2 separate regions of the Mus musculus genome follow, and region 2 is linked to region 1. Evidence: chromatin contacts called from public Hi-C data. All regions are on one chromosome and are shown on one strand. Each heading gives the region's core, a stretch centred on a gene start, on an enhancer-like site or on the middle of the called end of the contact. The rest is flanking DNA. Distances are from core to core; before and after follow the strand shown. Region 1 overlaps Slc25a26 (solute carrier family 25 (mitochondrial carrier, phosphate carrier), member 26). Region 2 overlaps Lrig1 (leucine-rich repeats and immunoglobulin-like domains 1).

Region 1 (3,415 bases), core at 379-2,878:
CTTTTGCTCGTGGCATCACTTAGAAGGTCTCGCCTCTCCTCACCCTGACTGCAAGTAAAAATAGCCCCATCCTTTTAGGGCACCTACTGCAGTTCCTCAGGGTGAGATGGTGCTAGATGTGGGCTGCAAACACTGAGTAAATACAGGAATGTCCCATGCAAACCAATATAATAACCCCAGGTAGTTCATTTCCCATTTCCCATCTTAGAGAATAGCAAATAGGCCTCACCTCATGGTGAGACTTTTTAGGCATTGCTCAATATATATGACTTTGTCAAGTTGAAGTGGCCCCTGTATTTTCTCTAACTTGCTTGTGTGTGTCTGAAAAAGCCTGTTATTTATATTCCATTTCTTAAAATAAAAAATTGGAGCCATCAAAATTGGCAAGCGTTAAGCATGCTAATTAGTTCAATGTACTGACCAATTCTCTGAATTATTAGTTCAAAGGAGCGTGTGGACAGGGATGAAATTAGATTTAGGCGTTTTTCACTCTGGTTGTTTTAGGATCCTCGGGGTTGCTTTGATCTGTAAATAACAGCTGTTTCTTCATGCATGGTTCAGGGTACATGAAACACGTTCCAAGCTGTTTCTCAGACTTGGGACTCATCATTATGATCCTAAACTGGACATGCACACTGTAACTGTAGCTCCTATAGAAATGCCAGCTTGAATTTGGGAACAGAAGTGAACGGATTTTATTCTTTATTTTGTGTTATAGCATAGTTACAAGGTACCACATAAAGTTTGCTCACTAACTACCAAAATATACTGACTTCCTAAATATCACTTTTCATTCTAAAAGCTGAGAAAGCTGTGAACACATATAGATTATGTTTGTACCTGTGCATGTTTATAATTTTATAAACACATAGAAAGTTATTCATATATATGTGTGTGTGTGTGTGTGTGTGTGTGTACATACATACATACATATAACTAAATATTTTAGACATCTGCTTTGTGAAGATTACCATGCTTGTCTTGCTTGGTAAGTATTTATTTAAATTTAAGAATTATTTGATAACTAGAATTAAAAATCACACCTAGGCTACTTCACTTCAGTACACAAAAGTGTATTTTGCTTAGTTATCATGACTTGTATGTCTGTGGTCCATGTGAGAAGGGGTTAGAACTGGGAGGATTGCTTTAAGGAAGGGCAGGAAGTGAATGGGAGAGAGTGAGAGGGAAGCAAGGCTCAGTCCAGCTGCTATGGTGTGCAGCGAAGCCAGGTGACAGGAATGCAGCAAGTGACCTCTGCAGCCTTCCATTTACACATAATCCTAGAAACGATAGGGGCTGCGGAGCTGAGAGCAGTTAAGAGCGCACTGCTCTTTCTGAGGACATGTGTTCATTTCCTTCACCCTCTGCTGACACCTGCACACCTGGGACACATCTACATACACATAATTAAAAAATAAAATAGAATCTTAAAAAAATGGAAATTGTCATGTCTCAGGTTAATTTTAGAAGTGAGATCTCATTTTATTTAGTAAAGCCTTTCTGTTCATTACAAACTCTGCAGGATTTAACAGTGCGTTCCATTTGTGGCTTTTCTTTACTGTTCACTGTGTCAAACATCAGGAAGCAGAGTCCACGCGCTGCAGTGATGTAATCTGCTGTCTGTGGCCTCCCAGAGATGTCCAGTCATCCGGACATTGGTCGTGTCAATTTTAAGATGGTAAGCTGTAACTTGTCTTTGTAGTAACGCTGTAGGCACATACATAGCACTCTCGAGTGCCCCGCTGCCTTCACACTGCAGTGCGGAGTGTGGTAGTGTTGGGACTGTGTGGTCCATAGAGCCTGAGCTCCTTATCCGGCTCAGTTAGAAAGTTTGCAGAGACCTGGACTCAATAATCTCCAAAGTACCTGCTGTGCCTTGAGTGGGTTTCCTTTTTGGTAGAACCCCTCCTTAGTTCCAGGGCCCAAAGGTCTTTGCCATTGCCAGAGGAAATGCCCATCTCCAGGTGTGGAGCCTGGGCCCGCAGCATCACCATTACCTGGGGACTTGGCAGACATATAAGTCCTTAGCTTTTGCCCCAGACTTGTGAATCTGGAACTCGGGGGATGGGATCAAGAGTTTGCGTTTTATCCCCTGCAGGTGACCCTGAGCCTACTGTGAGAACAGCTGGATCTAAGACACTGAGCTCAGGGAAGAGATTCCCCTGTGGGGTAGAGGCTCACCTGGTGCTTACAGGGCTCTGTGCCATCCAGTTCCCAGCAGAGCAAAACAAACAGCAACCAAGGCGAATCCCAAACAAGCCAGAAATGAAGGAGCAGGGGTTATAGTTAGGGTTAGGGTCAGGGTTGTAACAGAGCTGGGTGTTCTGTTTTGAAATAAAGAAATGTTGGATAACATTGCTGGAACTCGGGAGACAGTTTTTTCATCTTTAGCAACGTTTCTGTCATGAATTGCCGGTTTTTAACAAAATTCCTGGGGCCTGTGTCATCTTGCACAGGTTTTTCCTTCACACGCGAGTGTGTGGATTGTTTTGATGTTTTCATGTTTGCGAGCCAGGCACTTGGCTCACACTCAGCCCTACCCTCTCTTGTCACCTTGTGGCTGTTAATGGACAGCAAACATGGTTACCTTCTTCATGAAGTTTTCTCTCCCCCTTCCCCCCAATCTTGGTAGTAGGCTACTTAGAATTATTTTAAAGCTAAATGATTTTAAATAGTTTTCAAGATAAAAGAATTACATGAGGAATTATTTTGATTTTACAGAAAATACTTGGAAAAAAGAACATTTAGCCAGCCTTCCTGCTGTGGCTGGATTTCTTACTATTTTGAGAAGGACCCCGTGGAATGGACTTTTTCCTCAGTGCTAAAACCCAGCAGAAATGTGTTCTCCTCAGATGCGGCTCAGGGAGAGGGGAGAAGAATTGCACATGTCAGGAAAGCGCCCCAGGATGGCATTGTTGTGTGGAGCATTGCTTTCATCTCTGAGATATCTCACACCTGCTTCATTTGGCACAGTGTTCCCAACAACCAGCAGACAGCCTGCCAGCCCAACCCCAGGCTTGCGGAAGCTAACAAGGAGCCATAGCAAGCACCAGTGCTGTCGAAAAGCCCAGGGTACACAAACTTTTAGGTACTTTTTACTTTATTGAAAACAGGCTCCCGTGTGTGTGTGTGTGTGTGTGTGTGTGTGTGTACATGACTGTACATAAACACACATGCTATCTGGAAGTGTATGCCTATGTGACCTCATGTGTGCATACTTAGGCACTCTCTACACTGTTGTATATTCCAAGTGATAATAGTCCTTTGCAAGTGTTTCTAAGACCCATGTGAACCGCCTGTCACTAGACTTCCATAGGCTGTGTGGTACACTAGTTGCCTGAGTCTTCTTTCTCAGTATCCAGTGTGAAGGGAGGTACACAGGTGTGGCGGGCATGGGCTCACATAGGCAGTGAGA
Region 2 (3,415 bases), core at 237-2,736, 120 kb after region 1:
CAGCTCTCAGCAATGGTAGAGGCGGTACTAAGATCTGGTAGATTAAGCTGCAGATGTTCTCAAACATCCCACCAAGCATAAGCAGTCAGTGTCCCACAAGCAGGCACACAGCACCTCAGTGTTCATTCTCAGACCCAGAAATCTCAGTCAAAACAAGAATTTAATAATAAAAAATGTCGGGGGGGGGGATAGACATTTAGACAAATGAACAGATTCAGAATTGTGACTATTTATGAACACAGGATGCCTACCATCAATGAATAAGATTAGGAATGACAGTCACAAGAAAAGAAAGCCAACTGGTGGGGACACATACTCTTGCTAACCCCAGGCAGGGAAGCCACACAAGAGCTGTGTGTGTGTGTGTGTGTGTGTGTGTGTGTGTGTGTGTAAAACAGCACCCATCCTGTTCAGAACTGGACCTCTCTCCCCTCCACTGCCTAGGGAACACAGCCTTAGCTGCAGGCAGAGTAAGCTCAGTAATATTCAGTCAGCTCAGCTTCTTTAACCACACGCTGAACACAAGCCAGGCTAACCCATCAGGAACAGAAGCCACTACAGGTAATCAAGATGAGTTTCACTGCCTTCCAGTTCCTTGCCACAGAAGTCCACCCAGGCCTGTGGGTGCAAGAGATTAACATTTTTCATCTTGGCTATTAATTCCATTGACATTAATGCCAATTAACAATGCTACTAATCATAAATGGTAAATATCTTTTAAACTTACTCTGGAGACGTTTCGATCAATACTACCCTAGAGCTGATAGCCATTTTACTGTGAACTCAAAGACATTCGTCTAAATAAAAGTCAAACTGCACTTGAAACTAATGGCCCATCTGTGTTCATGGCACAGTCTGAATTAAAAGCAATTTGTCCAGAGATTAAGTTACCATAAAGATTGAAGGTGGTAATTTTTAAACCACATACTGAAGTCAAGTATGAACTTGACTGTGCTTGGGAGATATTTATTAATGAGAATGTAGATATTAACAGCTTAGGCCCAGGAAAGAAACTCCAGTTTTGAGAGAATTCTCTACATCATAAAAGACTGCCTGGACTACTGTTTGCTGCTTTGATCAGATTATCATTAAGGATATGGGAACATTGTCTGGGGCGGAGGCGGGGGAGATGTAAAGGCAGCACAGAACTTACATCATCACGGGTAATTGGCGTGGTTGAGCTGAAGAGAACTTAATAAAGGCTCTCAGAGGCCACTGAGCAGGTGGGAGGGTCATCAGATTAGGCTGCTGATGGAGCAAGCCAGCAAGTCCACCTACCCACCTTCACAGGCATTTACTCCTTCACTCCAGAGGCAAGGGCTCGTGCTGACACCAAGCTTGGATTTTCAGAGAAACTCCAAGTCTTATGAGAAAAGTTCTCAGTTCCTTAAAAAAACAAACCTAAAAGAGTAACCAAGGACAGGGCAAACAAAACCTCTCTGCCAGCTGCCACACTTGGCCTGAGGACACCAGCTTACGTTGGGACCTGGACTCTCCAGAAGCTACAGGCTCAGAAGGCATGGACCGTGGGAGGGGCTGGGGCTCAGCAGGCTTTCTATAGTCCTGATGGCTTCATTCTGAACACTCTGAGACAAAATCATGTCTCTCCTTTCCCACACCTCACATAGCCATTAAAAGCCATATACCCAATGCTTTGTATTTTCTTGGAAAGATAATATAACTAGCTTTCAGAAACACTAATTCTGCTTCTTAGGGCAGATTGAGAAAAGAACCTTTACCGACACTGTCATCCGGAGCTGAGGAACACCAGGTCTTTGATACCAGGATGCCAGCGATCTGCTACAAAGACAGGACACTAAGTGTGTTAGCCCTCACTGGGTCAGCCTGGATAGTCACTGAACCAGAAAAGCCACAGACCAACACACGTGCCAAGGGACTGCCTAGAAAGGGCCATTCTCCCATAACACCTGTGGGCAGCACAGGGTGAAGGTGCTACAGCTCACAGCCCCTGGAACTGCTCCTGTCCCTAGACAGAGCTACTCTGGCTTTTAAATTTGAGAAGAGGTCCTGAATTTCTGAAGGAACTGAGACCTCAAATGCATTAGCAGGAAACAGGGAAACCAGTTAATTCCCCTGTGAAAATCTAACAAGGAATAAAATAGTCAAACACCGGCCAAAACAAAAATGCCCAATACCGCTCGCTCACTGTTATAAAATGTATGTAACCATTTGTACGTTGCTGCTCAGTGACCACATACACATTCAGACACACCCATCGTCACCACCACTATCAACTTTTTCCTAATCCTATTTTCCCTGTATGTGCCAACCATCATTCTGTCTCCATAAACTCTACTCTAGGAACCCCATGTAAGTGGAATCACAGGTATAGGTCCTTTTGTGTCTGCCTTATTTAACTTAATACAATGCTTTCAAGGTTCATAGATGAATCTCATCACATATGTGAAAGTCTCATTGCTTTTGATGGTTGAACAATACTCCTTGGTATGAACAGTCTACATTTTGCCTACCTACTTTCTGAGGATCAGTTAGCTTGTTTCTATTTTGGCTGCTATAAATAAAGCAATTATGAGTACAGTGTGGTTTTTCCCAAAATTAAAAAAAAAAAGAAAGAAAAGAAAAGTAACAGGCTTTTAAACCGCTTGTCCTCTATACTTACTAATATCAACACTCATTTTCCAACATTAACAGACATATACTTAGCCCACGAAGCCAGCAGAAAGGAGCATGAATTTATTTCCGATCCCAAGACCAGTGAAAGGGTTAACTACCGAACTCTGCTCCTCCAGGTGGCAGCTGACAGGCACACACATCTAAAACATCCCACTTATTTCAAGGAGCATGGCTGCCCCTTCCTGCCTGACATCTGAATGGTGCTTCAGTGGAGGGTTCAGATTCTCCTGTCAAAACAATCCATCTGTCAGCAGGACACACGGTCGAAAGTACTTCTGCACCTTTCGGTAGCGCACAAGGAAAGAAACCTCGGGAATTTAGTCCCTGCCAACTGCTGCTTTCACTGAGTACCATCAGCCTTGTCACAACACAAATCGCCCCTGTTCTTGCACAAAGAGCACGCTGATCTTCAAACAGTTGGGCCCAGCCATAGACACTTTTTTCAGCTAATCTGCTGAAAGATGGTCGTGCAGCCCACCATTTGCAGAACACACAAGAGGCAAGGCTGCAGAGAACAGCTCAGGTTTTATTCAGGCGTGTCTGAAAAGCACACTGTTTAACCGGGCACAGGACAACCCTGTGCTCGCTGAGCATGCTGCCCAGCAAGCTCCCCACCCACAAGCCAGAGAATTTCAATAGCTGAGAGATCACTACCATGGCTAACCATGTGGCCATTCATTGAAACCACTTAATATCATATCAGTCTATGAGCTCAGCTCCTCATCATATTAACCATATTGTAAGCGCTCAACAGACACAT

What was found. A called contact is a pair of places that touch in the nucleus more often than the background predicts.
Region 2: a Hi-C map of liver shows a contact between it and region 1, with 5 times the contacts expected there. The contact joins two enhancer-like sites. A contact is called at or near these places in 2 of 484 Hi-C or Micro-C datasets (liver and nephron progenitors), 1 of 115 datasets of contacts at active chromatin or transcription factors (pancreatic cancer cells) and 2 of 9 other capture datasets (adipose tissue and pancreatic islet).

Annotation. Positions count from the first base shown.
Region 1 is chr6:94,547,518-94,550,932 of GRCm38.p6, forward strand. All of the region lies in intron 5 of Slc25a26 (solute carrier family 25 (mitochondrial carrier, phosphate carrier), member 26), which reads left to right. Among named protein-coding and RNA genes, the nearest start is that of Slc25a26, 49 kb to the left of the region's middle. Within about 2 kb of position 1,629, at least 12 of the 459 cell types and tissues checked have an H3K27ac peak or open chromatin away from gene starts, as enhancers often do. A contact at or near this core is called in liver, where this site is marked.
Region 2 is chr6:94,665,460-94,668,874 of GRCm38.p6, forward strand. All of the region lies in intron 1 of Lrig1 (leucine-rich repeats and immunoglobulin-like domains 1), which reads right to left. Among named protein-coding and RNA genes, the nearest start is that of Lrig1, 33 kb to the right of the region's middle. Within about 2 kb of position 1,487, at least 23 of the 459 cell types and tissues checked have an H3K27ac peak or open chromatin away from gene starts, as enhancers often do. A contact at or near this core is called in liver, where this site is marked.